Linked DNA regions of Mus musculus: all the other regions are linked to region 1. Evidence: chromatin contacts called from public ChIA-PET, HiChIP or PLAC-seq and promoter capture Hi-C data. All regions are on one chromosome and are shown on one strand. The core of a region is the stretch at or near the end of the contact, and the rest is flanking DNA. Distances in the headings are between cores, read along the strand shown.

What was found. Promoter capture Hi-C pulls out the DNA fragments that hold promoters and counts their contacts. ChIA-PET counts read pairs in DNA pulled down with a chosen protein or histone mark. HiChIP or PLAC-seq counts read pairs in DNA pulled down with a chosen protein or histone mark. Capture Hi-C pulls out chosen DNA fragments and counts their contacts.
Region 2: a contact with region 1 is called in an H3K27ac HiChIP or PLAC-seq map of embryonic stem cells, with 4 times the contacts expected there. The contact joins the enhancer-like site here to the promoter of Sec22a in region 1. A contact is called at or near these places in 1 of 39 promoter capture datasets (pre-B cells), 1 of 484 Hi-C or Micro-C datasets (CD4 T cells) and 7 of 115 datasets of contacts at active chromatin or transcription factors (the NIH/3T3 cell line, embryonic forebrain, embryonic midbrain and 4 more).
Region 3: a promoter capture Hi-C map of stem cell-derived epiblast-like cells shows a contact between it and region 1, with 4 times the contacts expected there. The contact joins the promoter of E130310I04Rik here to the promoter of Sec22a in region 1. A contact is called at or near these places in 3 of 39 promoter capture datasets (the C10 cell line, pre-B cells and stem cell-derived epiblast-like cells) and 1 of 9 other capture datasets (liver).
Region 4: a contact with region 1 is called in a promoter capture Hi-C map of liver, with 2.6 times the contacts expected there. The contact joins the promoter of Parp14 here to the promoter of Sec22a in region 1. A contact is called at or near these places in 2 of 39 promoter capture datasets (hippocampal neurons and pre-B cells), 2 of 484 Hi-C or Micro-C datasets (both in embryonic stem cells), 4 of 115 datasets of contacts at active chromatin or transcription factors (the 230-238 cell line, astrocytes, embryonic forebrain and 1 more) and 1 of 9 other capture datasets (liver).
Region 5: a contact with region 1 is called in a promoter capture Hi-C map of the HPC-7 cell line, with 2.2 times the contacts expected there. The contact joins the enhancer-like site here to the promoter of Sec22a in region 1. A contact is called at or near these places in 2 of 39 promoter capture datasets (the HPC-7 cell line and liver), 1 of 115 datasets of contacts at active chromatin or transcription factors (embryonic hindbrain) and 2 of 9 other capture datasets (adipose tissue and embryonic stem cells).
Region 6: an RNA polymerase II ChIA-PET map of effector CD8 T cells shows a contact between it and region 1, with 6 read pairs. The contact joins the enhancer-like site here to the promoter of Sec22a in region 1. A contact is called at or near these places in 3 of 39 promoter capture datasets (embryonic stem cells, hippocampal neurons and liver), 3 of 484 Hi-C or Micro-C datasets (embryonic stem cells, regulatory T cells and stem cell-derived motor neurons) and 2 of 115 datasets of contacts at active chromatin or transcription factors (effector CD8 T cells and embryonic stem cells).

Annotation. Positions count from the first base shown.
Region 1 is chr16:35,362,588-35,366,128 of GRCm38.p6, forward strand. Sec22a (SEC22 homolog A, vesicle trafficking protein) reads right to left here and starts at 1,331. Exons shown (of 7, transcript NM_133704.4): 1 at 1,237-1,331.
Region 2 is chr16:35,782,789-35,786,588 of GRCm38.p6, forward strand. All of the region lies in intron 1 of Hspbap1 (Hspb associated protein 1), which reads left to right. Among named protein-coding and RNA genes, the nearest start is that of Hspbap1, 14 kb to the left of the region's middle. Within about 2 kb of position 1,778, at least 16 of the 459 cell types and tissues checked have an H3K27ac peak or open chromatin away from gene starts, as enhancers often do. A contact at or near this core is called in embryonic stem cells, where this site is marked.
Region 3 is chr16:34,956,900-34,960,680 of GRCm38.p6, forward strand. It overlaps E130310I04Rik (RIKEN cDNA E130310I04 gene), which reads right to left and starts at 2,095. Exons shown (of 4, transcript NR_045723.1): 1 at 1,868-2,095. The region is part of intron 21 of Mylk (myosin, light polypeptide kinase); the gene reads left to right.
Region 4 is chr16:35,869,414-35,873,152 of GRCm38.p6, forward strand. It overlaps Parp14 (poly (ADP-ribose) polymerase family, member 14), which reads right to left and starts at 1,969. Exons shown (of 17, transcript NM_001039530.3): 1 at 1,754-1,969. The coding sequence starts at 1,940.
Region 5 is chr16:35,676,441-35,679,982 of GRCm38.p6, forward strand. No RefSeq gene overlaps it. Among named protein-coding and RNA genes, the nearest start is that of Gm25967, 44 kb to the right of the region's middle. Within about 2 kb of position 1,256, at least 12 of the 459 cell types and tissues checked have an H3K27ac peak or open chromatin away from gene starts, as enhancers often do. A contact at or near this core is called in the HPC-7 cell line, where this site is marked.
Region 6 is chr16:35,694,961-35,698,768 of GRCm38.p6, forward strand. It overlaps Slc49a4 (solute carrier family 49 member 4), which reads right to left. Exons shown (of 9, transcript NM_153550.4): 9 at 1-3,060. The coding sequence ends at 2,945. Among named protein-coding and RNA genes, the nearest start is that of Gm25967, 25 kb to the right of the region's middle. Within about 2 kb of position 1,346, at least 33 of the 459 cell types and tissues checked have an H3K27ac peak or open chromatin away from gene starts, as enhancers often do. A contact at or near this core is called in effector CD8 T cells and regulatory T cells, where this site is marked.

The sequences.
Region 1 (3,541 bases), core at 81-2,580:
ATTATAGGAGTTACCTATCTTTTTTTTTTAATTGAATTTAAGATCCACTTCATACACCTCATTTGAACCTTCCGGGAACCGGTAAGGTTGGGTATTTGTTTCACTTTGCTTTGGAAGAAACACAGGTTCCAAAAGCTTAAGTCATTTGTTCAACCCCTAGTAAGTAATAAGTTGTTACTAACTCTAATAACTCTATAAGACACTGCCTCTAAACATACCCAGGCTTCGTTACTACATGGAGAGGAAGGTGGCAAGTATCTCTTTGCTAGTGTCTTTTCATACACCAAACTAAAATATACTTAAACTTTACCCAGTCTCTAAAAATCAAGTACTAAACTGATGTGATCTTCTTAAGTGGAAACGGCCGATCCTTTAGTAACTTTTGGTTACGGGTGTCAGGTTCAGCTCTCAAGTCTTCCTTTACACACTAGAAGTTCTAAGTATTGTTTAAGAAACCGACTTCTCACGGTACTGGCAAACGAGTGGGTACCAGTAACATGGAATGTGATTCCGTTTTTTAAAAAAATGGTGGTTGTACTAATCCGCTGGGATTCTATCACGTGTAGCCTGGCGGGACACCCAGGCTCTGCCCAGGGTTAAGCACAGGAGGGGCGGGTTCTGAAGAGTTCCACCTGCCCCCAGGTGATGGTGATCCCGGAAGCTAAGCAGCAGGAGACTCCCCACTTGTGGAGCCAATTTCTCAGGTCTCTTTTCTGCCACAGAGAGTCGCAAAGCACCTTTAAAACAGGGCCTCACGGGATTTCCCAGAGCCAACGAGTAAGATGTCCAACTGCAACGCCCATTCAGACTTCACAAATCACAGGGTACAAGCTACCCCGCCCAAAAGAAAGTAGGAATGCCACCTCAAGCTCTCTCGGGCCACCTACCAGCCCGAGTGAGTCGGTGTGCTGCTGACATCGGGAGCCAGGGAGTCAACACTACGGCTCGCTGGCAGCCCGGGACGGCCGTCCCTCCCCGTCAGCAGCCCCTACTCCAGCCGCCCATCCTAGGACAGGCCTGCTAAACAGCAACCGCCGCCCGCGAGGCTCGCAGCCCTAGGTCGCAGGGACTCGGACCCTGCACGCCCGTCCTCCTAAGCTCTGAGGCCACCGCCACCAAGCTCCGGCTCGGACAACTACCGGTCAAGCCGAGGTGGAACTCCGAGAGAGCGGCGCGAGCAGCCGGCCAGAGCTCCGGGAGACCCAGAGGAAGCTGAAAAGAGGGGCCGGGCCATACCTGTCGCTCCGGGACCCGCGGCTCGGAGTGACGTGCCACGCAGTGCATTGTGGGGCCGGGAGTGGCCTTCCAGCGGGGATGCCCGCGTCCAACGTGGCTGGCGCCGGCGGAGCTCGCACGGGCCTATCGGACGCCGTGGGAAGCATCCAAAGACCCGCCCCTTTCCGAGGCCCGCCCTATCCCCGCCTCCTCCGGCGGAGATTGGCAGGTTTTCCTGCACCTGCGCCAGGAGATTGCCTTCTCTTCTAAGAAGAGAATTATGCTGTCCTTCGGAAATAAGGCTAATCTCCTTCACCTGCTGCTTTGTGTCGGGAAGCAGTTTGTCTCTCGTGCGCCACTCGGGACAGAGGAAAAGCTCTCTCTGGTGAACAGGGAAAGGATCTTCTTCCATCAGGCACTACACAAAGAAACTTAGCAAAACAGAGAGAAAAGCCTCAGTAGCTCCTCCCAGCCTTCACGAGGTTAAGTATTATTAAACAAGGATATGCTGAATGTCAATTAAATGGTCGGCAGCATCTTAAGCATGTTTTACAGGAATGTCCACAGCACTCCTTTTAAGGTGTAATAGGAATAAAAGGCATTAAGGTAAATTGTTACAGAAATGTACATTTGACTGGTACTGTGAAGAAAAACTAATAGGTACATTGATGAATGAGTTGTGGACTGTCGGGGAAGAGCTCCATGATTACGTACCTTTTAAGGTCAAGGTATATTAAGGGACCCTTAAAAATGTTCTAGACCCTGGAAACATGATTTGTGAGCATTTAACTGTACTAGGAAGTCGTGATGGTTGGTTTCTGTCAACTCGACAGAAACCTTCACATAGCTAGAAGAAGGAATCTTGATAAACCCTCTGTAAAATTAGCCTAGTGGGCAAGTGTGTAGGATATTGCCTTGATTGACGATGATACAGGAGAGCCCCGCCCAATGTGGGCGGTCTTCACCCCAGTGCAGGTAGTTCTATGTTGTACCAGAAAGTAGGCTGAGCAAGCAATGGGGAGCAAGCTAGTAAGCAGCACTCCTCCATGACTTCTGCCTCACTTCCTGTCCAGATCCCTGCCTTGAGCTCCTGCCCTCACTTCTTTTCGTAGATGAAATAAATCCTTTCCACACCCAGTTGCCTTTGGTCACTATGGTTAATTTCATCAATAAAAAGCCTAAAGCAGAAAGTATGTAGGGGCAAGAAGTTTAGGCTGAGATGAGGCAAGGTCTAACTCTCTTTGGCTACTTTATACAGTTCAGACTTCAGCAACACACCCTAAGATCAATTCACAGAGCTAATAAAGATTCTTAAGTAGGATCTGATTTACATATTTTAAAGCTCATTTTGCTGTTTATGGAGATGGATGGATAGGGAGCAAGAAGGGTTACTGATGGGCCAGTTTGGAGGCAGTTGTATTGGTCAAGGCCACAAATGATGGTGGCTTAAACAAAGATAATGGCAGTAGAGGCAGAAAGAGATGGACAATTTCAAGATATTAATAAATCATAGGTGGAGTTCATGGGTCTTAATGGACTGATTTTCTGGAGCAGGTCAAAATAAAGGAGACTATTAAACATGGTGCCTTAGGTAACTAGATGGGTTAAGAAGCCATTAGGATTCTCAAAGTGTAGCAAACATGTGGGCTATGTTAAATTTGAAGACCTATAAATGGGAATGTCAAGAGGCAGTTGGGGATAAGTATGCCTAGGGCTCAGAGGGGAGATCTGAACTAATTATGTATTTGGTAATTCTTAGTATGACTTAACAGGGCATTCCACTCTGAGATAAAGTTCCAGCAGAAATGTATTCATGTGTATTAAAATGTCTATAGAATGAGTAGGTGGTGGACTAGTCACACAGTCTAAGGAAAAAGAACGACAATCAACAACTGTATACAAATCACCACAAGACTAAAATAAGCCAGACACAAAAACACATGTTACATGACTCCACTAACGTGCTATTCAAAAACCACCACATTGGCATTGAAGGCAGGAAGTTGCTTCCTAGCATGACCAAAAGGAAAGAAAACCAAGTCTGAGGAACAAGCACTTGCAGGCATTTTCCAACCTGGCAGTCACTTTATGGTCATAGAAAGAAGAAGCCAACAGAGCGAACCCCCAGATTTTCCAAGATCGCTCTCTGGGAATAATATTGGAAGCACGGGCTAGAAGAAAGCCAAGCAGACGTTCAACCTCATGGTAAGGAGGAGACGAGCAAGAGCTCTAATCTGAGAGCAGAGGAAGAGCTCCAGGAGAATACATGAAGGTCCTTGGCAAATAGCAGCTACTGGGAAAGTTAAGTGGGAACAATTACTAGAGT
Region 2 (3,800 bases), core at 528-3,027, 420 kb after region 1:
AGAATTAAGACTTTCTGTCACAAGCAGCTGCGTAAGGGACCTTTTGCTCTAGTCAGAGAAAATCATAAGTAGGCAAGGAGCTGAATGCAGTACCCCCTTACTCTTGGCCGGCCTAGATTCTAGAGGCTTGTGGGCCGAGCTTTTGAATGTAGCGTCATGTTGGTCTAGGCTCTGAAATCCTCAGAGCTTACTGATTTGCGCTTCCAAAGCCCGAGATTTGTGTTGTAGACCTTGAGAAGTAGGGGCTCACAGCTCCTGGGCAACTCACTAAAACACCGCAGCCTCCTTTAAGCTGCAGGCTGAGTGAGCTGAGGGCTTAAGGCATTGGGGGGCTTGAAGACTTACAACCTCAGAGCCACTCTCTAGTCACCTGGCCTCAGCTGTGACTGGATGCCTTAGAGCTAAACCCCATGTTTCATCTGCTCATAGTGTTGACCACTCGTGTCACTGGTCACCAAAATACCATTTAGAAGAGACTTTGACTGAGATCTGATGTTGCAGCTGAAAAGGAACTATCTTTATTCGGGAGGGACACTTTTCAGACTGACCTGCTAAGACTGAAACCAGCCTGCTTCTGTTTTGTAGCCAGAAGAGGGGAGTGGCTGGCTTGTGTGCAGCTTCTAGGTGCACCAGTCAGAAGTCTCACATATGTACTATGGATTGAGTTTCTAGAAAGAAAGAAGAAGAAGGAGGAGGAAAAAAAAAAAAAACCGCACCTCTGCTGAAGTTTGTACAAGATGGGGCTGGGGAGATAGCTCAGTGGATAAAGGGCTTCCTGTGCAGGCATGAAAATGGGAGTTCACATGTTCAGAACACATGTGAAAACAGGGCTGGGCAGCCTGTAATCTCAGCCCTTGGGGTAGAGGCAGAGATCCCCAGGGCAAGCTGCTGGCTAGGCCATCAAGTCAATGAGCCATGGGTGCCACTGAGAGGCCCTCCCTCTATCAATTAGGTAGAGATACCAGTAAAGACACCTACTATCAACCTCAAGCCCCCACATGTACATACACATTTGTACATGTATACCACACACATGAACACACAAACATACCTGTGTATGTACACTAAACACATATACACACCAAAAGGAAAAATAAATTATACATGAAATGACTGAAGTTATGGAGAGTTAAAATGTTGCAGACCAGAACCAAATTACCCTGGGCTATTTTTTTAATCCCTTTGAAAACCATTCATTGCCCACCCCTGTGACTGGTTTTTCGAGACAGGGTTTCTCTGTGTAGCCCTGGCTGTCCTGGAACTCACTCTGTAGACCAGGCTGGCCTCGAACTCAGAAATCCACCTGCCTCTGCCTCCCAAGTGCTGGGATTAAAGGCGTGCGCCACCACCGCCCGGCTTGTGTCTGACATTCTTGTGATTGTCAAAACCTTTATGATGTATTCTTAGCAAATCACTAACGTCCAGTTCTCTGAGGCTAAGAATGTTAGATGATATATAAAACACACAGCAGCACTTGCTTTGCCAATTTGCCCCGCCTACCTGTGATTCCCACCACTGAGCTTGGTTAGTGCGTTGATGTATGACTTCCTCTATTCTGTAACTGATAAGCTGCCGTGTGACCACCCATACAGTAGGCATACATGGTGCCTGGAGTGGACTGAGTCTGTTGCTGGTTGTTTTGCCTCCAGAATAAACTTTCTTCTCTCTGTGAGTGCAGAGCTGAGCTTTTGCATGGATGCATCACACCGTCCACAAGTGCCACAGGTCTATTGTGGAGTCACTGGGGAGGCCCTTCCCCCCTATCCTGAGTGAGACTTGCTGAAGGATAGGTAGGGTCATCTAGAGTTCACCAAGGCCTGTCATGGCTGAAGTGAAGTCTTATAAACCCAGGGCAAGTTTGTCTATAGCTGAAGCAGTTGTGGCATTGGTGGCTATAGTGTTCCTTGCAACTGGGATGGAGTGTTCTTGAAGTGACTTGGGGGGTAGGGTGTATTTGTGTGGCCTCCCTGCCATGGTGACAATCTAGCTGGTAGCCCCCAAGGGGGCTGTTCTGTTGACACACCGTCTTTCAGGTAACAATATAAACGAGGCATCAGTCAGGTACCTATAAAGGGTAGACCGACTTTTGTCTGAAGCTTTGCTCATTTCAGATATTGAATGTTGCTTATGATAAAGACCTAACTTTAAAGAACTTTCTGAGTAGTATTTTCACACCAATCCAACAGCCCTTGAGGCAAGTAGAGCTCTCTGATCTGTGTGTAGCCCTCTGATCTGTGTGTGTAAAGTTACCAACAAAAAGAAATGAAAACAAAACAGAAATAGCCAGCTGAAGAAAGACAGAAATGTATTTCTGGTCCCACCCAGCTTGCCCACCGTTCCTCCAAACACCCACATGGCTCTCATCCCGTGCAAAGGCCAAGGTTCTTAGGTGCACCTGCTGAGGGCTGTGAGCTGTTCACATCACCAAGGGCTTAGAGACAGATTCCAGGGTGTGGGCACAGTTTGCTTTGTCTTTAAAAATGAGCCTTACAGGAGGATCTCTGTGACCTCAGTCCAGGACAGAGGACTATGTAGAGAGACCCTGTCAAAAAAAAAAAAAAAAAAAAAAAAGAAAAGAAAAGAAAAGAAAGAAAGGAAGGAAGGAAGGAAGGAAGAGAAAAGGAATACCGAGAGCCTTACACTGGGACAGACACACATTACCCAAGTTCTTCTGTGAGCCCTTCCTAAGTCCTTTTTTTTTAATTAACCTGGAAGGTTGGATGGCAAAGGAATTGAGATTCTTCATGAAAAATTTTGAGAATCATAGATATATGTCTGAGTATCAGAGTCAATGTGGAATGCTTTCCTAACTTTCCATACTAGTATGTCTTTCACTAGAAATTCCCCTGCTGGAACAGTAACTCTTTGGTGGAATGGTTATCCACATGTAAAAGGCCCTGGGAAGGAGCAAGACAGAGAGATGAAAGGAGAGAGGGAAAGAGATAGACCGAGGAAGGTAGATAGATAGGGAGGGAGGGAGAGAGACAGAGACAGAGAGGATGATAAGTAGATAGTGTGCTGGCTAGTCTATGTCAACTTGACACACAAACTAAGGTTATCTGATAGAAGGAAACCTAAATTGAGAAACATACCTCCCTAACATCCAGCTGTAAGCCATTTCTTAATTAGTGATTGATGGGAGAGGGCCCAGGCCATTGTGTGTGGTGCCATCCCTTGGCTGGTGGTCCAGGGTTATATAAGGAAGCAGGCTAAGTAAGCCATAATAAGTAAGCCATAATAAGCAAGCCAGTAAGCAGCATCCTTCCATTGCCTCTGCATCAGCTCTTGCCTCCAGGTTCCTGCCCAGTTTGAGTTCCTGTCCTGACTTCCTTCAGTGATGGACAGTGCTGTAAAAGTGTAAGCCAGATTAACCCAGCAATAGTTATGCTAACTAAGATAGACAGATTGACAGACTGACTGGCTGGCTGACTGACTGACAGACAGACAGAGGGAGAGGGAAGATAGAATAAATGAAGCAGTAGTACACTATTCTTTCCAAAGTTAAATTTCTGTAATTTTGAAATAAAGTCTCACATAGCCCAGGCTAGCTTCAAATACTCTATGTACCCAAGAATGGCCTTGAACTTGCTGCTTCTTCCAGACAGAGTGCTAGGATTATAATCGTGCCACCATATGTTTGGGGGTGGGGGATAAATAGAATGAAATGTGAATCAGGCACTGTTCTAGTTGGGCTATATCTACACCTCAAACTCTGAAATCTGAGCACTCAGAACATCATAGTTTGGTATCTCCTAACTGTTCACAAATGCATTGAAACCAAGAGTGAGCATGGATCTCTG
Region 3 (3,781 bases), core at 845-3,344, 400 kb before region 1:
CAAGACAGCTTAGAGAAGGCTGGGTTGATTTGGGGCTTATGTTCCTAGAGGGATAAGGGTCCATCACCATCACGGTGGGGAGCATGGCGGCAGGCAGGCACCACCGCACTGGAGCAGCACCAAGAGCTCTCATCTCAACCTACAGACAAACAGCAGACAGGACCAACTTGAGACAGCTCACATCTTTTGAAACCTTAAAGTCTCCCTCCAGGGACATACTTCCTCTAGCTAGTCCACACCTCCTAATTCTCCTCAAACAACCACCAACTAGGAAGCAAGAACTTGTGGGGGGACATCTGATTCAAGCCTGCAAATCCCCACCTGGGATCAAGGCCACTTCCTCTTACTTTCAGGGGTCGGAGCACGGAGACTGCATCATGTACACACTCCAGGCTATGCTCTGGTGCCCCTAGACGGAGGTATCAGTGACCTTCAGAACTTTTATCCTTCTCTGGAGACACGTTCCCCGTTGCCATCCCCCTGCCCCCTCCCCACTCCCAGGACACACACAAAGCCCTTAGGCCTCTAGCTTCACTGAGAACTACGAGGCATTAGACTCCTCTGAACTTGGTGGCCTCCAGACCTCCAGGTACCTGTACACCATGCCATCAATGGCTCCTGTACCTTGAGGAGGGTTCTTTTCTTTGGTCCAGTTCCCAGGTTCTCAGGACTCCACCATCCTCAGCTCACTCAGCTTTTCATCCCCCGCTTGTTCCAACAGCACAGGCATTACCCCACCCCCACCCCCTGCATCGATTGGCCTTCCTGCAGTGCTCTGCTTTCTGTGCCCCAGCCCCTGGGCTAACCCGGTGGCAGAGCAGCCTCACCCCTTGGCCTCTGGCCCTCTGCAGCTACCTGCCCCTTAATCCCATGTTGCTTGGTCTAGAGAGACTGTTTCTCTAAGGTCACTGTGATTGCTAACCCTAAGTTCTTCCCCTTTCTATATCTCTGAGTTCCCAGTAAGCTGAACCCCTATTTAGACCGAGTCTCAAGATTTGGTGTTGCCTTCTTTCCTAGTAACTGTTTTTACGTTCCGATCTGTCTTCTGACACATCTAAATCGCTTTCTATGTGGCTTCCTCCCATGGGTGATGCTCACTGTTTTCCCTCGGTCATGGTTCCCCTTGTGGCAGATGCATATAGTACAGTAGAGGGACACAAGAAGGTGCAGCTAGGGGGACAGTAGACTGTGTTGTATGCCTGTGTGGGCCTCCATATATGGGGCTCCTGAAAGACTTTGGCCTGGTATTTAATTGCATACACATTAGATTTGAGTAGGTTTTCCAGTCAATCTTGGCTTTCAAGCTTACAGGGTTTCAATTAGACAAAGGGGCTCCTTTGGGTTCAGTGTGAAGACTAGTCCCCAACTTCACAGCAGGGCTCACACCTACAGAACAAAAGAGTGTTAGAAAGGATTCATGAGCCACAGCGGGGATCTGAGGAATGTCCCAAGCATGAAGTTGGCAGTTGGAGAGGACTCAGAGGCTCTCTTAGTGCTGTCACTCTGTGGTCCCTAACTTTGGTCCCAGTCTTCCTTCTCCATCTTTATCTCCTATCCTCACCTTAGGCCCAAAGTGGATAGGTATGTCTCCAGCCATGCAGAAGGGAAACTAAGGGAAGAACTCATTTCAGACTCTCAAAAGCCTGCCCTCCAGATGTGCCCATGGCCTGTGGATGGCTAAAGAGTGAAGAATCTCTCTAAGACAGAGAAACCTCTTCCTCAGCCTTCCCATCTATCTGCCCCTGTGTGGGGTCAACAACTTTAAACTGCCTTTCTGAAACCAGTGCCCCCTACCCCAATCGGGGCCACCCCGGGCCGTGCCACACTCCCCTTCCCCCAGCCCCACTGCGGGAGCTGCAGTTCTGACCTTTTATGGTTGAGTTTCTCATTCTCCACTGCCGGTGCTGACAGGGCCATCGGTGTGGCTGCCTGCCAGCTGGCAGGAGCAACATGTTAAATGCCGTCCTAGGAGGGGAATGGAATGGGGAGCAGGCTCTCTGTCTGCCTCCCCCACCCCAGAGCTAAGAATAGAATCGCTCAATAAAATGAGGACTCGTATTGATGGCCACAGCACAGCTACATCCATTCAAAGCCCATGAATTTAGACTTAGGCCAAAGTAAACCAGGATTAACCTGATTTACCTGTGTGTCTCCAGGGACATCTGCATATTATCTGATTGGGGTTTATTAAGTAGATATAAACACAAATGAGATAAAGTAGATATTGTTCCACCTATTCTGGACAGTTTTCAAGCACTTGAAACGCATCCACTTGATGGGCCGACTAAATAAGGCCACTTAAAAGTGACTTGTGCTCCTTAGCTGCAGAAGTCTCTTGTGGCATATTCTCTGAAGAGCTGCCTTCTTTTCAGATCACTCAAGAGTCTCATTTTCAAATCAACAAAAGCTAGCCCTTCCCCCCCCCCAAGTTGGTTTAAGTGAGGGATACTTAGCTATTTCCGAGGCTAATTATTGTATTTTAAGAAGCAGCATAAGAATGAGGTTTGCAGCCTGGCCTGGGCCTGCGCCTGCGCCTTCTGGGCTGTTCTGTGTGACCTGGGAGAGGATGAGGGAGGAGCAGGGGATCCAGATGGATTCTTTAATGTCACTCACCCAACACAAGAATAACAGGCCTCCTCCTAACTCTAAGGGAGAAAAACAAAGTATCAAGAACCCAACCTACACCAACTACATTCTGAGTTTAAAGCTGATGTGATTTGGAAGGGCTGGAGATACGCCTTAGAGATTCCCGGCTTACCAGTGTAAGCATGACACTAGCTTGGTCTCATTCTGCCTGACAGCATAGAAAGGACGGAACCCTGTCTGGATGCACAGGGTTGTGGGACTCTCCTGTGGCTTTGTCCATGACTAGTGAGTGTTCCGGCTTGCTCTGATAATGCACCCTGACTAAAAGCAACATAGGGAGAAAAGAGTGGATTGGCTCACAATTCTGGCTTACAGTCCACCATCTCAGGGCTAGGCTAGGCTAGAACTCAGGTCGCTAGTCATTTCACATTCATGGCCAAGAGCCGAGAGACCAAATGCATCGCGGTGTGCTCTCTTGCTCTCAGTTAGCTTACTCCCCTCATACTATCCGGTTTGCCCTGCCTAGGGAATCTACAGCCACAATGGCCTGAGTCTTCCTGCCTCAGATAACAGTCAAGACATTCCCCATAGATACACCCACAGGCCAACCTGATCTGTGTAATTCCTTGTTAAGGCTTTCTTCCCAGTTGATTCACGGTTGTATCAGACTGACAGTTAAAACTAACCAGCACCGTGAATTCAGCCTCAGCCTCAGCCTCTTAGAGCCTCTTTCCAAGCGTGTGCCGTAGTTTAGGCCAGTAGCTGTTGGATTCAGGATCAGTGCTTGGCCATCTCTGCAGGCCCAGCCCAGACAGACATGGTGTGGGCAAACACAAAGAGGGCAAAGGGAAGCCGGGCTGTTGGGAAGCATCACAGACAAGGTTCTCTGGTTTCCCAGCAGTAGCCACCCTCTACTGAGCACAAACTCTTGCAGCTGGAAGGATTTCCCATTCTGCCAGCCATGTCTCCAGGGAGCCCTGGGAGAATTCCGAGGAAGCATGGGTCCAGCCGTAGCCAGCGAGCCAGTCTCTTGTTTGTCAGGCACTGTCCAGGCCAGATGTGTCTGTCTTTAGCAGAGAGGCTCATGGGAGAACCCTGGTCCCACCCGGTAGTTAGTTCAACTCATGTGGGCTCTGTACTTGGAAAGGATAAAGAGCATCAGACACAGCTCTGAGGATAAGCACGGAGGAGGGAT
Region 4 (3,739 bases), core at 719-3,218, 510 kb after region 1:
CAGAGGGATGGCCTGGAGCAGCCTGGGGGGCTGTGGGCTAGGAGCCCTGTAGGGAGAAAGCCAAGCAGAGATCCTGCGACTGGTGAATTTCATTGTGAGCCCAGCCCTTCAGGGCGGAGTCACCTGGCCAGCCCCGGGGTCTGCTGTAAAGGCTAAAACTGGAATTGTATTATCACAATTATTTTTCCGTGCTGTGTATTTCAGTATAGTACCAATATCTTAGATAGTCTCTCAGTCCCTCTGTTTTGTTGGTTTGATGGTCTAGATAAACAACAGATTTTTTTTAATGTTTAGCATGTTCGGGTCTCGTCAGAGGGCTGGTGGTACACAATCCTTATTCAGTCGACACTCACTGTACTACAGTGTCTAGGGTGGAGCTGGAGATGTCTAGTTACCCCGACCTCTCTGTGACCAGGATGCCAGTAATCTGCACCCCTACCATGTGACCCTCATTTGAGGACAGTGACATTCTAGAGAAAAGCGCTCTCCATACGGGTCATGTCTGCTGGGATACTGACAGCTGGAATCAAACTGGGACCCCTCTACTGTGGTTCTCAACCTGTGGGTCACAACCCCTTAGGATCTAATGATCTTTTCCTGGGGATTAGGTTCTGGTTCATAATAGTAAGCAAAATTACAGTTATGAAGTAGCAACAAAAATAATTTTGTGGTTGGGGTCACCTCAACCTGAGGAACTGTGTTAAAGGTCTGCAGCATTAGGAAGGTTGAGAATCACTGATCTAGGAAAAGTGAAAAATGAGATTCTCACTTTACTAGCTAGCTGCCCATTGAGGGCTCCCTTGTGAAATCAAACCTGTGTTTTCCGGAAGGGATCAGAGCTAAGCAGGTCTCTTGTGCCCTCCTACCCAGGCTTCCTGAAACCCTGTGTTACACCTTTCTCTTGTTTTCATTTTTTTTTTTTTTTTTCCTTCTTGGGTCTTTGCTGGGCTGTTACCTTGCCCACTGCCCGGTCTCCTCAGCCTCCTTTCCTCTCCTCTGGCCCAAATGTTCCCTCCATCCTGCACTCTGAGGATGACCCTGGTCTGCAAAATCTCTGATATTAACACATGGTGGCTTTCCAGAAGTCACAGATCTGGGACTTCCATTCACCCACCTGAGCGAGAAATGAAGGCTGGGCCTCCTTTGCAGAAGGCCAATAGAGGTGGGGAACATTCAACTGCTTAACTGTTCAGGAACCTTCCAGAGATGAGGGAACACCCCCAGTCCCTATCCCAACCTGGGTTCCAAGCTTACAGCCACCTCAGATCATCTTGGGGCTGAAGGACGAGGTAGGAACAAGACACCACCACCCATTACCCACCCCTGCCCTGTCCCTCCCTCCTCCACTGAGGCACAAGAGCTCTAGGGCTTTTCACTTCTCAAGCTCATCTCCCTAAGAACCCTGCGGTGCTAGCGGACCCTGGACTCCTCCCGTTTCTTAATTCTTTTCCTGCCCCACCTGAATAATAAAAACAGGACAGTTAAAACAACAAACAAGGGCTGGAGAGATGGCTCAGCCGTGAAAGGCTAGGCTCACAACCAAACAACAAACAAACGAACACGGGAAGGTCCACAGATTGCTTCAGGGAGCGACTGGGAAAGCAAGGGGAACGCCACTCCCGGTTGCGCTCGCCACGCAGATTCTGCCTCCAGGATCTCCCGCACCGAACGAGCTGCAGCCGAGGGCTAGACCTGGCACCCATGGTCCCAAACCCCGCGCGAGGCGACCCTCCCCGACCTTCGCGCCCCTCACCATCCTCCGGGGAGAAGAGCACCCGGAAGCGTGCTGGGTTCCCCGGCTCCGGGACGACCTCGCACTCCCCTCCTCCGGATTTCTTCCGGCTCTGGAAGTACACTTGCAACTTGTTGATCAAGTTCTTTGGGGGGTCGGGGCCCCAAGAGCCCTCGACCAGCAGCGGGAAGGAACCCGACGCTGCCATCCTGACTGAACTAGGAAGCGGCGACTGCTGGGTCGTCCAAAACTGCTCAGAGTTTTAACATTGAGATAACTTCTTTCGCTTTCATTTCCTGGAAATCCCTCCCCGTCCTTAGTTTCTATCTTCACCTCGCTATCCCAGGATTGGAATAGTGCAACAACAACAACAACAACAACAACAACAACAACAACACACACACACACACACACACACACAGAGCTACCACCCACCCACCCCCAGGCACTTTGTTCTCCTGCTCTCAACAGAAGCCAGTCAATCCTCCACCCGAGCTCTAGCCTCCAGGCCACCTCCTTAGCAGCTCCAGAGCTGGGCCCCGCCCGCACTCCACCTGAGCTACAGCTGAGCCCTGCTCCATCACTAGGATAGTTTCTGCATACCTGAAAACCCACGCTGTATAAGAGAAGGAAAACGATCCTCTCAGGATGCTCCCTGCTCACTTGGGGGACCACCCGAGGGCATCTGACCTGACTTTCCTGCTTCAGAATTCTGTTTTCTCATCTGTGCATACTTTGTGTTTACAAACTCCCAGTATTGAGGAACGCGTGCTGGCGTCCATGCTTTCTGGGTGTTCAACGGAGGGACACAGGTATGGGGACACAGGAGACGGTCGACAACTCTAGGGAGAAATACACAGGTGTTGGAGCAGAAGAGCATGGGCTCCCAGCCCAATTATGGAAAGATCAGGTAGCACTTCTGGGCAAGGGACGTGCTACCCGAGAGCCTAAGAACTACTAAGAAATGACCTTAGATGGTGGGTCTCTGGGGCTTTGTGGTTCACTTACACAAAATAACTTAGGCTGCTGCATGGTGGCTGAGTTCGACAGGAGTGAGAGAAAGCCAGGCTGACCTGGGTGCTCAGGAGAGGGCTCTGGTCCCGCTACTGGTCTAGGGCTCTTGGGGCTCCGACACCCGCCTCCCCCATTCCCCCTCCTAGGAAGAACGTGATGGCCTCTAAGCTGCCTTTGGAGACAAGATTGGCCGAAAGATATGAACAGTTCATCCAGGAGTGGTCCAAGCAACAGGAGTGAGGTGCGCCTACTGTGACCGGGATAAGAAGAGACTGGGAATCTGTATATCCTTAACGCGTGATGAGCGAATATTTGGGATACGCATTAAAGCAGGCTTTGCCGGTCCAGGGCTAGAGTATGGTGACCCCCTCGGGGCCCCTGGTAACACTATCTGATGGAGAACAGGGACGATGGGGAGTCTGAAGAGGACCGAGGTCTGAAAAAAAGGAAGGAAGCCGAGGCAGCACTCAGAGCTTCCCCCCTCCCCCCCCCCTTTTTTTTTTTTTTTTCTAGACAGGGTTTCTCTGTATAGCCCTGGCTGTCCTGGAACTCACTTTGTAGACCAGGCTGGCCTCGAACTGCCTCTGCCTCCCAGTGGTGCTGGGATTAAAGGCATGTGCCACCACCGCCTGGCAATTTTTTTTTTCCCAGATCTTTCCAAAACTTTGAATGGACAGGAAGACCCAGGAGTCAAGCAGCCGGGTGAGGGATGGGGGTTTGGGCTCAGAAAGTTGATATTTTGTTTCTTGGAGTTAAATATTTTTGAAAACAGAAAAGTTCTCGATATGGGCAAATGTTGGTACAAAGAGGGATGTGGGAGATATTGGTGGTGTCAGCCAGGACATCCCAGGCGCCAGCAGCTAGGCATTGTAAATGAAAGCCGTGAACCGGGGCTGGAGGTGGGAGTATCTAGGCAATTTTAACGGTTTTTTACAGATAGGTCCCATTTCTCTGTAGATGGTAATCAGACCGATCGCACAACCCAGTGTGAGA
Region 5 (3,542 bases), core at 6-2,505, 310 kb after region 1:
AACTTCTAGCTTAGTTACGTTCTGCCTCCCTGTCCCATGAGCCCTGCACTCTTATGGTGTCAAGGAAAGAACATAGCCTAGCACTTCTGTGTTTTGTCTCTCCATGAGCATTGTCCGGTCACTCTAGCAGTGAAGTGGAATGCACAGTCCTTGGGTAAAGCAAAGACCTAACATGGTACCAAAAGCACAGATTCAGTATTGACAAACAGATGTAAACAAACACACTTGGATGAGTACAGTGGTCAGTTGGTAAAGGCACCTGCTACATGAGCCTGCTGACCCCCAAACACAACTAAGGGTAGATGGGACAAACATACACCAAAGAGCTGTCCTCTGATCTCCACATGCATGTGTAAGTGCCTGCACACATCCACACACACACTTAAAAAAAATCCCCCAAATAATAAGAAAGATAATACACAGTCTAGGAGAAAATATAAATCCAGAATATATAACTATTAAGATCCAAATAAAAAAGAGCATAATAAAACACAAGGAAAGACTCAAAGAGACTTTTTAAAAATTAAATAATGTTTTACAATACATTTGGAACATATTTTTTCCCATACCCCAGCTTCTTTCCACCTCCCTATCCACACAAAACTTTATGTTCTCTCCCTCCCTCCCTCTCTCCCTCCCTCCCCAAAGACCCCCAAAATCAAAACAAATAAACAAAAACAGTAAGGCAAAAACAAAACAAACAAACAAACAAACAAGAAATAAAACTCTACCAAAAAAAAAAAAAAGACAAGCCAAAACCAACAAAATCAAACAAACTAAACCGGGAGACCTTTCCCCGAGGAGATGGGGGTCTGAGAATAAGCGCATGCAGAGATGATGCTGGCTATGAGAAATGCAAGCTAAACTACAAGGAGTCACAGTTTCCTGTCAAAACAGCGAAAGAGAAAAAGGCCCAGGCTGAATGTGGACAGGCTCCCCCACCCCCACCCCACCCCAGCACTGCAAAACAAAACAAAACTCCCCATGGTGAGAGAGCATGGTGAGGGTGCTGATGTGACTCTCCCACACTGCAGGTAAATATGACATTGTTACGGGTCATAGGGCAAGGGCCTCAGCTTGAGGGGTCCTAAAGAACTAGACTCTTCCAACTGTCCTAAGATCTTAATCCAAAGAGACCCAAACAACCAGGGTGACAAGTGGTGAAGAAGACAGGAAGGGAGTTTTTATCAGTACAGCTGTGTGGGAAGACAAGGGCAGCTGCACCCGCAAGCCTGCCTGGAGGGACTTGGGGCTCAAAGATTAAGATGCATAATAGTGAGGGTAGGAGCCAAGAGTGTGCACAGGCAAGCAGTCTTGGTCAGACTGCGGTCTGGATTGTCATTATCTTTAGTCGGGCTTGGTGAGATGGCACCTTACTCACTGTTTGTATCAGATAATCTGGTTTCCACCACGAAATGATTGCTCTGGTTTAGTAGGGCAGGCTCAGTTGCTATCTTCGAGTGCTCAAACCCCTTTGGGAGATAGGCTCCTCATGGGTCGGTCACAGTTTTCAAAGGCTCAGGACAATGACTAGTAACTTCTAGCAATGCCCCCACCGTCTGGAACAGGCTGTTAACAAAACTTGACAGTTGACAGTGTTGATTGTTAAATCGCTGTAAATCTGAAACCATCTTAGCTCTTTCCCTGGCCTCTTCCACACTTGAGGGAGAGAGGAGAGAGAGGTTGGGTAGATTTAGGGCTGATTAACCTTGTGTCGTCCATTTTCAGACAAACACTTCTTAAGACTAACACACCTACTGTGCATCAAGCAGGACTCCAACCCAAGTGTAGGGTCATTAAGGGGACAGACACAAAGTGAAGACAAAGATGCCAAGTTTTATCCTGTTTTTTTTTTTTGTCCCCCATCAGGAATCTCTGAGTCCAGTGAAGAATCCCGGCTTTCGGGAAAGCAGCCTCTAAGCCTCCATTACAAAATGAAGCAACCACTCTGGGAAGCGCTATGGCAATTACTGCACAGGGGCCATTCCACGTGGAGGCATTATGGGGAAGTTTTAAACTTGCTCCTTTCACTGCGAAGCTTCAATTATCTTAGTGTATGAACTAATTAAGCTGCCAATAGACAGATTAACAGGAAAATAGAAAGTAACAAATATTAATTTGCAGAAACACAAAGCCAGATGTAGAGTACAAGACTCAAAGAAGGGCTAGAGAGTGAAGCTTACTTATGTCCACAGAGCTAAACAAAGGAGAGGGAGTGGTTTTGGGAGAAAAGGGGCGTGGCTTCGGGAGGGACGGCTGAGCTTATCAGGCACTCAGAGAGCAAGGCATATCTGTCCTTCAGATGAAGAAACTGCCACCTGAGGTAACATCTGCTTCTGGGAGCTCTCAGACCACCTCTCCCTCAGTGTCCTTTTTCTGTAAAGTGAACTCTGCTCCTCAGAAGGGGATCTATCATAGTGGTGGTGGTGGTGGGGGGGGGGGGGTGAGGCACTCCTTAATCCCAGCACTTGGTAAGCAGAGGCAGGTGGATCTCTGTGAGTATGCGACCAGTGGGGTCGACCGAGTGAGTTCCATAATAGCTACAGTTTCGCAGAGAAACCCCGTCTCAAAAACCAAACCAAACAAACCAAACAAAAAACTCAAAACAAACAAAAAGAGGGTCTATCGAGTTTACAAGCATGAATTTCCTTTTTAGATATAAATTTCTCTAAGAACTGTCATCTTCTCAGAGTTAGTGCTGTCTGCAGTTTCTCAGAATGGCCATTTTGCTCAATGACAAAGAAATGTATTTTGGGGGTATCACATTTTAGGGTCTCACAGTGTCTATCCAAGAGGGGATAAAAGCATATGCTCACCCAAACACTTACACGAATGTTCAAAACAGTTTCATTTGTTAGAGTGAAAAACTACGCATGGGGTAAGTATCTGTCAATAGGTGACTGGAAGAAAACGCTGTGGTTCATCCTTTGAATGGAATAATATGGAAATCAGTAATAAAAATGAGTAAACCGCCAATACAGGTATTATGGATATGAAAACACCTATGCTGAGTAAAAGAAAGGTAAATGTTAATAGTATATACAATAGGATTCCATTTATATATGATTCCAGAAAAATGGAGCCAAGTTACAGTGCTAGAACCCAACCCACGATTGCCTGGGCGGGAAGATGGGGATGGAGGGGAGAAGGGAAGAAAGGAGGATGATGGGAATTTCATTATCTCTATGGTGATGATGGCTTCATGGTGTGCATGTATACAAGTTTACTTCACACCTTAAATATGCAAAGCCATAGCTTAGTATGGCGGCACGGATCTGTAATTCCAGCACTGGGTAGGTTGAGGCAGGTAAGCCAGAATTTCATGGCCACCTCAGACACATACCACTTAAGGCAAACCTGAGTTACATGATACTCTATCTTAAAAGAAAACATACCCCCAATAAAGCTGTTAAACTGTGTGGGCTAGTGTGGAAGAGAGCGCTGGCCACTAACTTACCTCCTAGAACAGTGGTTCTCAACCTGTGGGTCATGCCCCCTTTGGGTGTCAAATGACCCCTTCACTGGGGTCACATATCAGATAT
Region 6 (3,808 bases), core at 96-2,595, 330 kb after region 1:
CTAACCAAACAGCATAGCTATTTACATGTTGTACTGGGTAATTCAAGGATCCTAGAACATGGTTTAAAATACCTTAGCGGTGTGTGGAGGCGATAAGCAGATACTACAGAGGACTTGACGATCCAAAGGCATTTACTTCTTTGGGGCCATCTCTATACATTCTCCATACAGAGCTTGGATTGGTGGAGGGCTAAGGCTTCTTCCAGTATGAAACAAGGGCAAACCTAGTATGTGTTGATGAGAAATATGAGGATTTGAGGCATTCAGGTACTGTGGGGTCTCTCATTAATCAGTGCTGACTCTTCCGCCCCGGCTGACTGGACGACAGAATTCATATAGCAAACAGACCCGTTGAGTATTTAAATTTCCCTTTGAAACTTCACAAGGCAGGCCTCCATCTTCTGCACTGCTCCCAATACTCTTATCTTCCAAGCTCCTACAGAGCAGCTCACTGAGCTCTCAACACTCAATGGCTTTTCTAGTCCAAAGTTCCCAAGTCCTTCAGTAATCTTTCCCAAAGCACGGTCAGGTGGTCACAGCCATACCTCACTTCTTGTACCAACTTGTCTTAGGGTTTCTATTGCTGCAACGGAACACCGTGACCAAAAGACAAGTTGGGGAGGAAAGGGTTTATTCAGCTTACACTTGCACATTGCTGTTCATCACCAAAGGAAGTTTTGGACAGGAACTCAAACAGGGCAGAAACCTGGAGGCAGGAGCCGATGCAGAAGCCATGGAGGAGTGCTGCTTACTGGATTGCTCCCTCTGGTTTGCTCAGCCTGCTTTCTTATAGAACCCAGGATCATCAGCCCAAGGGCGTCCCCACCCACAGTGGGCTGGGCCCTCCCCTATCAATCACTAATTAAGAAAATACCCTTCACCTGGAGCTTATGGAAGCATTTTTTCTCAGTTGAGATTCCTTCCTTTCGGAGGATACTGGTTTGTGTCAGGTTGGCACAGGATTATCCAGCAAAGACACATAATGCCCTGTCCTTCCCTTTCCTTCAGGCCCACTGGCTGCCTGCCCCTGTGAAGTTTTCATCACTAAGAAAAGCTGCAATGCATGGGTAGAGCAGTTGTTTGCTGGAGGGGAAGCCACACAGTTGAGACAGGTGACTGATACAATGGACTGGAAATGTCTTCAAGTGATTAGCTATTTTTAGGTCCTATTTTTAAAGTATTAGTCTGTACTTTGTGGTAAAAGTAGAATTAACCATGAATTAAAGTGTTCCTCATGGGAAGCTGTATAGCAGATTTTATGTAACACCACCCAACACTCTCCACACTCCTCCCCTCTGCTTCCTCTCTCCTCCTCAAATGGGAGGGGGTGGTGGCTATTTTGCATGTCCTTAGTGACTAGCTTCCTGTCACCTTCAGAATTCTACCTTCGGTTTCACTTTAAGAAAGATGAGGATGAAGTAAGCAGAGCTAATTCATCCTTCCTTCCTCCCTCCCTCCCTCCCTCCCTTCCTCCCATGCTAAGGAAGCAGACTGGTTAGAACTGGAATCGACACAGAGGTGACTAAAGACTGGTGTTAACTCTGAGGACTTTCCCCCTCTGACTTCACAATTTTGAGCCTCAGAAGATACTGGGCAATCCCAGAACCCTCCTTCAAGACCCGGGTAAGTTGGTACATCGTGAATTTCTGGTGAGAGGTGCGTCTGCAGGTGTGCAATGGTACACACGGGTGAGCAGAAGTCAGTACTGCGCAGCCTGTCCACCCGGGCTACCAGGAGCTGCTGATGCCTGCACGAGACTGGGCTGTAAGGAGAACTGGCTGGCAATGGAGTTGCTGCGGCTCTGGAAGCTTAGGGAAGGTTCTGTCTAAGAGGAGCTACGGAACACCAGTGGTCAGTGTCACAGGCCCGCCACAGTCAGTTTATGACCTCCTGAAAGACGGGTCCAGGAGCCATGCAATGAGTATGTTTTTGTTTTTGTTTTTTTTAAAAATCCATTATTTATAGAAAGAAATAGGTATTGGCAAAAATCTGTCCAATCAAATACAATGACTTCATTTAGAACTGAGTATATTACAATCTAAGTTAAAATACACAGGTGCAATTCAGAAATCACGCACAGATCTTCAAACCTTCAAAGTTATACACTGTTCTTTTCAAGTGGGGGCTCATCTGACTACAATCTAACCTGGTAAGTTACAGTGGGTGCTGGACTTTACACGTGTGCCACACACGTCTGAAGACACACATGCTTCATGTGGTTCTCAGTTCATTTTTAACAAAGTGCTAAATCATAACAGAGTTACGCTTTTCACACAACAGTTAATGCAACCCTATCAGGCATTTCGTTACCTTGCTGGCGTGACTGACGCCATACTCACAGAAACAAGGGTGGGTGGGAAGGAGCCAGGGCCTGTTCCCAAGGACAGTGAAAGGCTTCCAACCTGGTTAAAAGTAAGGAGTCATATAAGAAATGGCTTTATTAGAAAAACATGTAGTGTACACAGGACTAACTTCTATCACTGGTATACAGCTCTGCTATTTTGTAATTAAAGTCTGACGCAGGGTTCTGATGTCTTCAGAAGTTAGCGGCGTGAGTCCCATCCCTCTGCTGTGTGCCTGGGAGGGGTCATCTTCATAGGACCACCCATGCTTCTTGCCGTAGTTCAGCTCATCAGTGGGTCAGCACGGGTACAGTGCACATGGGGGTGACCAACTCGGGCAGTGCGTCCTGTGTGAGCTGTCACAGCTCCACACAAGAGTGCCGCCAACACAGCTGTGCTGTCCACAGAGTTTTCACATCCTCACGACACTCACGTCCTGCACTATTATTACCTAGTAGTCATTAAATTAATGTGAGACTCTGTAACTTAACAGAACCTCTGAAAGAAATCTCTTTCTTCGCCTTTTCTCCCATTGCATGTGCACCCAAGCAAAGGTGCACTACTAAAGTACGGTCCCTTTAAAGTCCTACAAGTCTGTCTTCTTAAACCGAGACGACCACGTCAAGGTAGAGTCTGTCATAGGATTCCCTGAAGCACAGAATCAGAAGGAGACTGAGCAGACACGACCCAGGAAGGCACCAGTTGAACCAAGACAACTCTGCAAGACAAAAAATAAAATAAGACAAACAGCAGTTGTAAGCATTTTTGCGGCATCTGCAAAGCATCACCTGCATAAGCTACTCTGCATTCCTAACAAAAGGCATCCTGGCGGCGACCGGACAGTCTGCACACTGCCGGTCTGGAGGCTAAGTGGTGGGTGTGAGGTATTACCAGATTTTCAGGTAGAATATTTAATCGATGTTGTTAATAAATTTTCATCAATTTGATATACCTTGACTTTGGTTGAAAAAAAATCAATCTATTAATTCAAGGGGGAAAATTGATCGTCTTATATGTTAGCTTGTTAGACTGCTAATTATTTTTTAAGTGTCCTCTATCACTGGCACTCTTGTCTTGGTTTAGAAGTATCTAGTGCATTTAGATAAAGAGAAAAGTCACATTATATTTTATTTACATGCACATACACACTCTGTGTGTGTGTGTGTGTGTGTGTGTGTGTGTGTGTGTGAGTGAGAGAGAGAGAGAGAGAGAGAGAGAGAGAGAGTGTGAGAGAGCAAGCTGCATGCATGTTGAATGTAGGTGCACACAGGTCAGTGTTCTTTCCACACTCCACCTTATTCTCTTGAGACGAGGCCTCCTACTGAACCTACAGCTTGTGAGGTACTTATTTTACCAGCTAGACTGGTGGTCAGCAAAGCTCAGCATGCCCCTGTCTCTGTCTGAGCAGTGCTGGGGTTGTCCATGTTTGTGAGCATGCCCAGCTTTTTACATGGTTGCAGACGATC